2 separate regions of the Mus musculus genome follow, and region 1 is linked to region 2. A link is a contact called in public HiChIP or PLAC-seq data. All regions are on one chromosome and are shown on one strand. Each heading gives the region's core, a stretch centred on a gene start, on an enhancer-like site or on the middle of the called end of the contact. The rest is flanking DNA. Distances are from core to core; before and after follow the strand shown. Region 1 holds the start of Selenoh (selenoprotein H). Region 2 has its middle 3.8 kb from the start of Gm13710.

What was found. HiChIP or PLAC-seq counts read pairs in DNA pulled down with a chosen protein or histone mark.
Region 1: a contact with region 2 is called in an H3K27ac HiChIP or PLAC-seq map of microglia, with 5 times the contacts expected there. The contact joins the promoter of Selenoh here to the enhancer-like site in region 2. A contact is called at or near these places in 9 of 39 promoter capture datasets (the HPC-7 cell line, cranial neural crest, embryonic stem cells and 4 more), 2 of 15 datasets of contacts at CTCF or cohesin (the G1E-ER4 cell line and embryonic stem cells), 31 of 484 Hi-C or Micro-C datasets (B cells, the G1E-ER4 cell line, the HPC-7 cell line and 12 more), 20 of 115 datasets of contacts at active chromatin or transcription factors (the 230-238 cell line, the HPC-7 cell line, bone marrow-derived macrophages and 10 more) and 4 of 9 other capture datasets (adipose tissue, embryonic stem cells, liver and 1 more).

Annotation. Positions count from the first base shown.
Region 1 is chr2:84,666,797-84,672,620 of GRCm38.p6, reverse strand. It overlaps Selenoh (selenoprotein H), which reads left to right and starts at 1,913. Exons shown (of 4, transcript NM_001033166.3): 1 at 1,913-2,138; 2 at 2,231-2,376; 3 at 2,505-2,634; 4 at 3,224-3,406. The coding sequence starts at 2,035. The coding sequence ends at 2,605. It overlaps Tmx2 (thioredoxin-related transmembrane protein 2), which reads left to right. Exons shown (of 9, transcript NM_025868.4): 9 at 89-1,310. The coding sequence ends at 232. Btbd18 (BTB (POZ) domain containing 18) reads right to left here. Exons shown (of 5, transcript NM_001145100.1): 5 at 3,840-5,824. The coding sequence ends at 4,430.
Region 2 is chr2:84,507,628-84,513,622 of GRCm38.p6, reverse strand. No RefSeq gene overlaps it. Among named protein-coding and RNA genes, the nearest start is that of Gm13710, 3.8 kb to the right of the region's middle. Within about 2 kb of position 1,967, at least 24 of the 459 cell types and tissues checked have an H3K27ac peak or open chromatin away from gene starts, as enhancers often do. A contact at or near this core is called in macrophages, microglia and trophoblast stem cells, where this site is marked.

The sequences.
Region 1 (5,824 bases), core at 664-3,163, 160 kb before region 2:
GGTTGTGCTTAGTTAAATACTTCCTGCTCCTGCTCTCTGAACTTTACCTTCTCACCCAGCCGTTGATGTGTTCATCTCTTTTGCATAGGAGAATGTGATTCGAGAATTCAACTTGAATGAGCTATACCAACGAGCCAAGAAGCACTCAAAGGGTGGAGACATGTCAGAAGAGAAGCCTGTGGACCCTGCTCCCACTACTGTGCCAGATGGGGAAAACAAGAAGGACAAATAGGATCCTGCATTGTTTTTGCTTCCTCTCCTGTCAATTTCAGGAACCTTTGAGGCCCAGTTCCAGCTATAACCACAATCCTTGCCTGAGGCCTTTTGATTTCTGTTTGGCTGTGCCTGGGTAGGGGCACTGTGCCTGCTTCTGATTTTGAAAGAAGCATCCTGGAAACCATGAAGTATTCTACTATGAAGGGCGCATCTGCCCTGGTCAGCTGTTTCTCGAAGGGAGTGATCTTATCGATAGAGGTAGAAATGGTTTCCCTCCAAGGTTGGGTCAATGTGTAAATTGCTATTCAACACTTGGATATTACCAGTCTGTGGTTTAATTATTCCTCCTAGTGAGCTTGCAAAGCATAGACTAAATTAAACCCTAATGTTAGATGTCAGTATAAAGCCCTTAGAATTTTTCCTCAAGGACCCCTTCTTCCTTTAGGCCTTTCTGTCTTGATCTGTGCATTAAGAAATTTAAGTTTGGGGCTGGAGAAATGGCCCATCGATTAAGAAAGAGCACTGGTGGCTGCTTTTCCAGAGATCCTGAGTTCAATTCCCAGCAACCACATGATGGTTCATAATGGGATCTGATGCCCTCTTCTGGCATGCAGGCAGAATACTATATATAGTAAGTAAATCGTAAAGAGAAAGGAATTTAAGGGGTTGGAGAGATGACTCAGTGGCTAAGAGAATTGGCTGTTCTTCCAGAGGACCCAGGTTTGATTCCTAGCAGCACATAGAGGCTAAACCACCTGTAACTCTAGTCTCAGGGGCTCCAACATCCGCCCTTGACCTTGGCTGGCACTGTATGCATGTAGTGCACAAACACGTGACGGAGGAACACATAAAAGGCTTGTATGTGTTATCATTTAAGGTCACTGTTCCCAATTAAAAGCCTTCAACCATGATTTTCATCATTGGAAATAGAATTGAATGGCCACCCTGTGTTGTGGGAACTGAGAAGGGCAATATAAACCTGAGAGGTTCCTTTGTGTGGTGGGGCCTGAAGAAGAAAGCCCCACGGCTGGACAGCTGTTCTCTCCTCCTATCCCACCGCTTCCCCTAATAAAGGGACTGTTCTTTTGATTGCCTTGCTGTTTTTCCTTTACTAGTGGGCAGCTGCCGGGGGACTGCTTTTTTTGTTTGTTTGTTTGTTTTTTTAATCCTAAAATTGAATATCAAACCCAGGGACTCTAAAAGCCAAACACCTCTAGACCTCAACTTCCTTTTTAAGGTTGTGGATGAGGGCCTTGATCAGTTGGAGAAATGAACCCTAACTCACCATCCTCTTGATTTCACCTGGGTGTCTGAGAAGATAGGCACCAGCTACAGCGTCTGGATTGTAAATGGCTCGGGTTCAAATACACTTAACCGGTCCGTTTTTGTTTCACCGCATGGAGATGTGGAGTAACAATGTCGGTGCGAATTAGAATTCTGTAGTCTATGTACAAACGCCCTGGAAATGTGGAGTAGACTTCCCTGAGATTGGTCTGGGGATCCTTGGGTAGGAGGTATAGATACCGAAAACCCCCAGCCAAAGGAGGCTTTCAAGACTCCTCCGTCTCCGCCCAAGACAGACCCCCTCAGTGCTGTACAATGTTGGTTTGATCCGGATTTCCGCGCCGACTCCCTTTTGATAGCGTAGTTGGGCTTGAAGGGCCCGCCTTCAGATCACGTGTCCTTCCCCCCACCCCCGCACATTTCCCTTTGCTGCGAGATTTGAACTTTGCATCTGTGATTCCCGGCTGCTGGTTTGTCTCTCCGGAGTTGCATCGCCCCTTATTCCACCAACGCGCCATCCCCGAAATCCGTGCCATGGCCCCCCACGGAAGAAAGCGTAAGGCGGGGGCCGCGCCTATGGAGACGGTGGACAAGCGCGAGAAACTGGCGGAGGGCGCGACCGTGGTCATTGAGCATTGGTGAGGGGTTGGGGAGTCGAGGAGGGCGGGAAAGAGTTGGCTCTGGCGGCTGAGACCAGAGAGACCCCATTTGCAATCGCTTGTGTCTGTAGTACGAGCTGACGCGTGTACGGCCGCCATGCTGCTGCCTTGAGCCAGGCTCTGCAACTGGAGGCCCCAGAGCTACCTGTGCAAGTGAACCCGTCCAAACCGCGGAGGGGCAGCTTCGAGGTGACGCTGCTGCGCTCGGACAACAGCCGTGAGTGGAGGCCGCGATGGGGGGTGGGTGGGGGTGGGGCGAGAAGCGACTCCCGGCCACCTGATAACTGAGGGGAGGGGGTACCAATGAGTACCACCATAATTTGGCTTTATCCCATCCTTTCCCAGGTGTTGAACTCTGGACTGGTATTAAGAAGGGCCCTCCACGAAAGCTCAAATTTCCTGAGCCTCAAGAGGTGGTTGAAGAATTGAAGAAGTACCTTTCATAAAGAGGTTGGGAAAGAGTCCTCATGTTGAGGTTTGCATCGTGACCAGGGCATGCACACTGGGATAGACAGGGAACGTCTCCTTACCATTTCGGTGTATTTTTCATGGGATTTGGGATTTTCGAAGAGGAGCTAAATTGTAGAACTCCTGCTGATAACACTCCCGACCCCCAAACAAATCTAAGAGCCATTTGTACTCTCTTGAGTTAGTTAAGTCTTAGCCTGAGGGCACAGGCAAGTTTTGTTTGCTAATTCAGTTTTCCACCTCTGGTGTTATTTTAATTCTATGAGTCTATTGCAAATCAATAAATTCAATAAAGTGTGGCTTACTTGTAGTTAAGGTTTTTCTCCCTTGTATTGACAGCCTCTTTGCTGTTACTTCACTTTACCTGGCTTTTCTGTGTTTTGTTAGTAATCTGAGATAAGATAGCCTCAACCCATCCCGCTCGTACCCCCACTTCTTGGTTACATGGATTTTATTTTTGTCCCGTGTTTCATGCATGTTGACTGATCACTGATGGAAGGTGAAGTTAATGAGCTCCAGAGTTGTAGGTGGGGATGGGCTTGTCTCCTGGTCCTTGTGATGGAACCCTACTCTGATGTTCCCTTCTCTGTTTGCAGCTTTCAGTCCCTGGAGATGTTGAAGCATTTATGATGGTGCATGGCCAAACTTAAGCTATGCACCTGAAGCCATAGTTTCTTCCTCACCAGAAGTGATGGTTCAGTTGTGAGGCAGCCCTCCAGCAAGACATTGTAAAAGTGTTTCAATTGTTTAATAAAAGGTCAAGTATCTGAGAATAAGGAGCAAGTTTAAATTTTGTCTTAAAGAATGGGTAGAACCAGCTTTGTGGGGCTGTTGGTCTGTATTTTTCAGAGTGCAAAGTAACTCGTGTCTGGAAATTGTAAGGCCTATGGTGAAACACTTATAAAACAAGAATGTTGCTAGGTTTGGTGGTGTATACCTGCAATCTCAGCACTTTGAAGTCTCACAGGGGGACTGGGCCAATCTGGCCTACCAGAGACCCTTGCTTAAAACAGAACCACAGCTGGGCGTGGTGGCGCACGCTTTTAATCTCAGCACTTGGGAGGCAGAGGCAGGCACTCTAGTTCGAGGCCAGCCTGATCTAGAGTGAATTCCAGGACAGCCAGGGCTACACAGAGAAACCCTGTCTCGAAAAGCAAAAAAAACAACAAAAAAACCAGCCAAACAAATGAAAACCAAAACCACAAAGCAAATCTGTTTTTTAAAAGCAACTACTTTTAATCTACTTCTCAGAAGTGGTCGTGGAAGTAACATCTTTCTAGCTTCTGTGGCAGCTTTTCCTTGACTTCCCATACTGGCAGTGAGTAAGCCCCATAGGCTGGGCTTAGAGGCACAAGCCTGTAACACTAGCTACAGGAGGCTGAGGCAGAAGTCAAAGTTCAAAGCCAGCCTGGGCAATTTAGAGATTCCACTCATTTCAGTGTTCTACTTAACATGGCTTCATTCCTTCTCAAACCTTCTTTGAATACAACCACAAACAGTGCTTGAAGTTCCCTGAATTTTCAGTGACTATAAGATATCTCATGAATTGAGAGGCTACTCATAACTATCCTTATGACCTGAGTTGGGTACCACATAGTTTTGTCACTGAAAAATGGATTACAAAGAAATTGCTTTGTTCATAATTTTCTAACCATGGTATTGCTGTTTGACTTCTGCCTGGTGCGGAAACCTGAGGAGGGGAGATCAGTTCTGAGGAGGTGCTTGCTTTTCTGCCAAGAACGCCTTCTGTTGATGAACAGTTATCACCCTCCCAGGAACTCTAACCTGCCCTCCTGCCTCCACTATGTTAGTATATCTACCTCAGTTTCTGACTCTGAGGAAGGGTCAGGCCAAACAGAGGGAACACTAGTGGGCCCCAGCTTCTTTTCCACTGTCCAGTCTACCACATCAATCTCTTCATCTTCAGAACTGCCAGGAAGTGGGTCCAGCTGTTCAGGGTTGGCAGACACTTCTCTGACTGCCTTGGGAACAGGACACAATACGTCATCCATGCCTAGGGACACTTCCAGACCTGTCTCTGCCCAGTCTGAGCATGGAGGAGAGAGATGATTATAAGATCTCTGCGAAGGGTCAGAGGAGTCAAAGTGGAGAAGTTTTTCTCCCTGACCATCCAGTGGCTGGGAGCTGGTAATTTCAAGGTCTGGAGTCCAAGAGCCTCTTAGTGAAAGTTCCTCTCTACTCACCTCAGAGGGCATGACAAGGGGGCTAAGGGGCTCAAATGATTCTGTGTTCTCAGAGCGCATGACAAGGGGACTAAAGGGCTCAACTGGCTCTTTGTTCTCACTAACTGGTTCCTTTTCCAATCCTGTGAGGTCTCTGGGCCAGAGTTCCATGTCTGGCAAACACCATTCTTCCCCTTCAATCCAATTCTTTCCTGTTTCTGACAGGTGATAACTTGGGGTTCTGCAGCCTTCAGCCCCAGGACTCTCCAAAGATCCTACTGGTGGCTCAACATCTGAGCCACATAGCATAAAATCAAAAATCTCTTCCAGTTCACTGGTAGCTGCAGCACTTGTGATTCGATACTGCTCAGCCTCACAAGGTTGGCCAAGCAAGGTTGTGTCGAATGTGTAGGGCTCTCTGCAGTCAATATTCAAGTCAGATTCCTTCCCTGTCAGCATTGGACTAGACCCAAACTCTGACTTCACCATAGGGTGGTCTGGGGAGTGGCTAGCAGAGAGCAGAATGTCTTGAAGCCTAGGGCTCTCTGGGGAGTCCTGACACAGTTGTATTCTAGCAGGTATTTCCTGCTCATTAACTGAGGACAGCAGAGTTCCAGAAGGCTCTTCTACATCTGAGGGTTCTAGGATCTGGGGGCTATCTTGAGTGTTTCTGAGGGGAGGCTCCTGTACCACCTCCCAGCAGGTGCCATTGACAATCTTCCTAAGTTTTACTCTTCCAACCTGCCCCTCCTCTACAGAGCTGGAGGTAGGGGCTCTGAGTTCAGGGCTCTGCTTCTTGTTCTCAGCCGGCTTCCCAACATCGGATGGGTCTGGAGTGCTCTGTAGAGGACGGACTTCCCCTGGTTTCTGCTTATCCACACCCTGTGCTTCTTTACTTACAGTTCTCTGCCTCCAAAGACGGCGGCCAGGGGCTGTGGGCATTGAGCTGGGACCACTTAATATGCTGGAAGGTGTAGATGTATAGACATGGGGTGAAGGCTTTGAGCGGCTCAG
Region 2 (5,995 bases), core at 718-3,217:
CAAACTCCATCCACCCTCCCACAGTTCCTCATTCCATTCCTTCTTTCCCATCTCCAAGAGGATGTCCCCAACCACCCCTGCCACTCCCACCAGGCTTCTCCACTCCCTGGGCCCTCAAGTCTCTTGAGGATTAGATGCATCTTCTCCCACTGAGGCCAGACCAGGCAATCCTCTGCTGTATATGTGTTGGGGGCCTCGGATCAACTTGTGTATGCTGCTTTGTTGGTGGCTCAGTGTCTGAGAGACCTCAGGGGTCTGGGTTAGCTGAGACTGCTGGTCTTCTATGGGGGTCACCCTCCTCCTCAGACTCTTCCTATGCTGGGCGTTTCTAAGACTTCCCTTCTCAATGCAATTAATTAAAATCTTTTTACCTTAGCCTCAAGTAGACTCTTTAAACAAGGGCAAAAGGCAGCCATATTCTTCACTAAAACATCATAAGAGCAATCTCTAGAGATAAAATCACCTCAGTACCAATGTCTTCAATATTCTTACTTGAAGGCCCATTAAGTCCCACGTAAAGCATTCCATGGCTTTCCAAATCCAAAGTCCCCAAATCTGCATTCCACCAAACAAAACCATGGTCAGGCCTACTACAGCAATACCCCAGTCCCTGGTACCAACTTCTGTCTTAGGGTTTCCATTGCTGTGAAAAGACACCATGACCAAGACAACTTTTACACAGGACAACATTTATTTGGGGCTGGCCTACAGGCTCTGAGGTCCAGTCCATTAATATCATGGCAGGAAGCACAGCAGTGCCCAGGCAGGCACAGTGTTGGAGGAGCTTAAAGTTCTACATCTTCATCCAAAGGGAGCCAGGAGCAGACTGTCTTCCAGGGGCTAGGAGGAGGGTCTTAAAACCCACCCCTACAGTGATACACTTCCTCCAACAAGGCCACACCTCCTAATAGTGCCACTTCCTGGCCCAAGCGTATTCAAACCACCATAGACCTTATAATTAAGAGACTTTGGACTTTTAAAGTGTTGGAATTTTACAAGATCGTAGGGTTTTTTTTAAATGTGAACTGTGCTTTATATTAAAGATGGGCCTCTGGGGACAAGGAGTAGGAGACTGTGTCTTAAAGTTAAGTGCTTCTGTGTCAGGTTGACAAGGAGTAGGGTTGTGGTGATTAGTTTGTCAGCTTGACACCCACTAGAATCACCTGGGAAGGAGGTCTCAAGGAAGGACTATATGGATTAGGTTGGCTTATGGTTATGCCAGAGAGAGTTTCTTAATTGTGTTAGTTGAAGTGGGAAGATACACCCTGGATGTGGCCAATACCATTTCATGGACTGAACCCTGGACTGAGCGAGGAGATCAGGAGTAGAACATTTGCAAGTAGGTATACATTCAGTTTATATGCTCTTGACTGTGAGTGTGACTGGCTGTTTCAAGTTCCTGCCTTGACTTCCCCTCAGTGATGGACTGACTCTATTCTTCCTGGAGTTGGAAATCAACTCTAAGAGCTGGCCATAGTGGTAACCCTGAAGTTGAGAGGCTGAGGCAGGAGGAGCTGAGGGTCAGCTTGGGCTACATAGCAAATCCCTGCCTAAGAAAAATAAACAAGCCAAAACCCCAACTGTCTTTCAAGAATAATCACCATTTACAATTTGATATTTATCCATTTTACATGTACGTGACTGAAGGGCGAGTATGGCAAACACAGCTCTGGCAGGTGTTGCCTTCCCTTATTCCCTTTTCAGATTACATTTCTCAAGCTTGCCACCAAGGTCCATTCCATAATTTGGCCACTTCCTCCTCCTGAGGCTGACCATCAAGGGCCAGCTATCAACGTGTTAAGTCTAGCAATCAAAAGCCCCTTTTGGCTGCCCCAATGAACCTGTCTAATAAAGAGAAACCAGCTCATCCTAACTTGGGGTTTCCCCTTTTCTTTCCCTTCCATTTGCCTTTGGGCCACGTGTCTGTCTCTTCTCTAACCAGACACAGTCCTGGATTCCTTCTGGACAAATATTCAAATATGCCTCTCCCCTGTCCCTCCTTCCTTTTCCCTTCTATCTTTGTCTTCTGTCTTCTGTCTTTGTCCCTCAGGGGTAAATAAATCTCTGTTGTGCAGAAAACTTGGTCTTGGTATGTCCTGTGCTGACTCCAGTCCTGACTTTTTCTCTTCTGCTTTCCTCTCTTCCTTCTATCCTCTTTTCTTTTCTCCTAGCACATGGCATGACACTGAAAGACTATCCACAGTTCTCTCTTCCACCCTCAGTTACATCACTGCACGCCTCTTTGGATTTGCGAGGCCCACCTTCCACAGTTGGCATACTGCTCCTGCCAGCTGATGTGATGCGAGTGTCAGATTATTCTTGGTGACTGGTGTTAAAGCAGGTGTGGGTGGGGACATTGTACATCTCCAGTCACACAACCTCCCTGCTGGGAGGGTGTTGGTAGTAAAACAAGTTTACCCAATGCAAGCAGCTCTACAGCCCTTTCTTGGCTCACAGGCACAAGCAGCTGCTCTACAGTTTGGAAAAGAACTCCTTCTCCATCATTAGGAACAGGAGCGGGGACTGGAATGGTTCTTGTTTTAAAACAGATTCATGTTTAGAGCAAGGTTGGGCAACTCCTCCATGGAGGAGAAAAGGGGCCTGGGTGGCCTTAGTCAAAGTGCTCTCTCTCCATACAGACCATTGCTTTAATTTAAAACTATGCTGTAATCAAAGAATGGCTGTGGGCCCTGATACATGATCCGAGTGAACACAGATCCACAGCTCCTCCTCCTCTTCTAAAGAAAAAAAGAAAAGATGACGTAAAAGCATCCACACATTTCCAGATTCACCATAATCAGTTGCTTTTGTTTCTTTATAAGGAACATGTACATATATTTATGGACAGTACATAATATATTATAAGCATATATGTATATACTTTAATTCCCCCCCTTGGATATTTTCTTTATTTACATTTCAAATGTTTTCCTCTCTAGGTCTCCCCTTTGGGAAACCCCTATCCCATCCCCCTCCCCCTGCCTCTATGGGGGTGCTTCCCCACCCACCCACTCACCCACTCCCATCCTCTCGCCCTGGCATTCCCCTACACTGGGGCACTGAACACCCTCAGGCCCGAGGGCCTCTCCTCCCACTGATGTCCAACAAGGCTATCTTCTGCCATATGTGTCCAGCACCATGGGCCACTCCTGTATTCTTTGGTTGGTGGTCCAGTCTCCAGGAGCTCCGGAAGGGTCTGGCTGTTATTCGACGCGTTCTCACGACCGGCCAGGAAGAACACCACAGACCAGAATCTTCTGCGACAAAGCTTTATTCTTACATCTTCAGGAAAAGAGAGCAAGAAGCAAGAGAGAGAAAACGAAAACCCCTTCCCTCTTTAAAGAGAACAACCATTGCCTAGGGCGCATCACTCCCTGATTGGCTGCAGCCCATGGCCGAGCTGACGTTCACGGGAAAAACAGAGTACAAGTGGTCGTAAATACCCTTGGCTCATGCGCAGATTATTTGTTTACCAACTTAGAACACAGGATGTCAGCGCCATCTTGTGACGGCGAATGTGGGGGCGGCTTCCCACAGTTCCCCCTTTTTCTTTTAATAAGAGCAAATAGGCCACCCATATTAATGAGAGTGGAGATAGAGGTCAAATCCCCAGTGTGTAGGTAAAGGAGCCATGTACAGGATTAGCTCTTAGGCTCACAGGCTTTTACCCAGAGCAACCCTGACCTGCTCCCGTGTCGTTTTGCCTGGGGGAAGGGAACTAGGACACTGAACCTTCATGAAAGATGACATGTCTCCCTAGAATAGGCTCATATATGCCGCAGAGCCTTTCCATTGCAGTGCTTAGCCTTGCAACTCTCTCGGGCTGCTGAAGCGCACTCACTCTATCTCGTGCAATGAGACTAGCCTCGTGAGATATAAGAGCTGAGTGGCCAGCGACCTATTGCCTAAGCATAGATATATCAGGGGAAGCTCCATGTTCTAGTCCTGCAAGCGCCTGGGCAATAACCACCTTGTCTCTCTTAGTTTGGGCCTTAAGCTTACAGACCAATCAAAGAAGCAACACTAATCCACAGCAAAGTGTATCTCCAAATAATATTAATCCCACCCAATTTTTTAAAGAAAGAAAATGCTGAGGAGATCCAATTGGGTAATCCTTTGGTCAGCGACAGGTCCAAGCGCGTGGAGTTGACCTGAAGTCTCAATTCTCGAAGGGATCTGTTCAAATTCAGCCGTCCAATTCTGTAACATATACTGAAAAAGACTTTTTGACAAATTAGCTGCCCTAGTAAATTTAACATACTGAATGGAAATAACACACAATCCCGGAAACTTTTGTTCACATCCCAGCTGAGTTATTTGTCATAATACATCTAGTTGTATCTGGACAAGATCTATGAGTTGATTAACCAGCATGAGACCTCTCTGTATCTTGACATTAGCTGAGGCCTGTTCATCTATGACTGTAGTCACTGAGGCTGACAAAGTGTTAATGGTGTCAGTCATCTGGACCTGTCCAGACAGAACCAAGGCTGTCTGAATTAAGGCCAAACCCAGTTCCCAGTTAGTGGTAAAAAGGCAGGAGAATACTTGAGCATTATACATCACCGTCATTGGGAGTGGAAATGTCGACATTATCCCCCAACGCTGCTCTCTCTTTATTATTGACGCCCTGGACATCACCAAGACGAGGGACATTAGTATTCCCTTGGTCAGTCTGGATTTTTCGGGTGAGTCTTTCCGGTACCCAAAATGGGTTGTCTTCATTCTGTGGGAAAACACAGATAGCTCCCCTGGATCTTATCAAGATAGGATCCGGGCCATACCATTTATTATCAAGGACATTTTTCCATTTAACCATCTCATTGGGCCTATCTGGCTCTGAACAATGACGTTCAGCCGCAGTATGGCCATGAGCATCAATATTTAAAAAATTGAGTGTAAAGAGTGCCAAAGACACCGACACTCTTGGTGCTCGGGGTACAGTCTCCTCAAAAGTTCCCCTCTTCTGTTTTATAAGATAGGCTTTGAGGGTGCGATGCGCACGCTCAACAATACCCTGTCCTTGAGGGTTGTATGGAAGTCCAGTCAGGTGGGTCACGTCCATCTGACGGCAGAACTGTTGAAATTTTTGGGACGTATAAGCTGGTCCATTATCAGTCTTAAGGAGTCTGGGTTTCCCCCAAGCACTCCATGCCTCAAGACAATGTTGAATCACATGTGAGGCTTTTTCTCCAGTTAACGGAGAAGCAAACATGATGCCAGAACATGTGTCAATGGACACATGGAGATATTGAAGTTTTCCAAAGGAAGAAACATGTGTAACATCCATTTGCCAGACCTGTAGAGGTCGAATACCGCGTGGGTTAATTCCCACATGAGGAACTGGCAAGAACTCACAGCAGCTTTGACATTGAGTAACAATGTCACGGGCTTCTTTTCTTGTCAAGGAGAAACGACTGCGTAATGTTTCAGCCGTCACATGAAAATTATTATGAAAATTTCTTGCAGCCTCTACCGGGGATGATAGGGCAGCAGCCACCACTTTAGTGGCCTTATCTGCCAAATCATTTCCCAGAGCCATGGGGCCAGGTAGGCCTGAATGGGCTCTAACATGAGTAATATAAACAGGAGATCTTCTAGATAACAAAACTAATTGTATCTGCTGAAAAATATTGGCAACTCTACTGGAAGGCTTAATCACTCCAGCCACTTCTAAAAGATTTACTGCATTTACCACATAACAGGAATCTGACACAATATTAAGGGGTTCTAAAAAGGTTTTTAAAACTTCTAAGACCACTAAACATTCTACCACTTGAGGTGAATTTTCATTATATTGTTTGGATACCACTTTACCATTAGCCACATAGGCACCTATGCCAGTTTTTGATCCATCAGTATATACCACAATCCCATTTTTAAGTGGGTTTCTTACTGTTATTTGTGGAAACACAACAGATTGATTTTGGGCAAACTGTAAGATTGGATGCTTTGGATAATGGTTATCTATTTTTCCTGAAAAGGAGGTAACTAA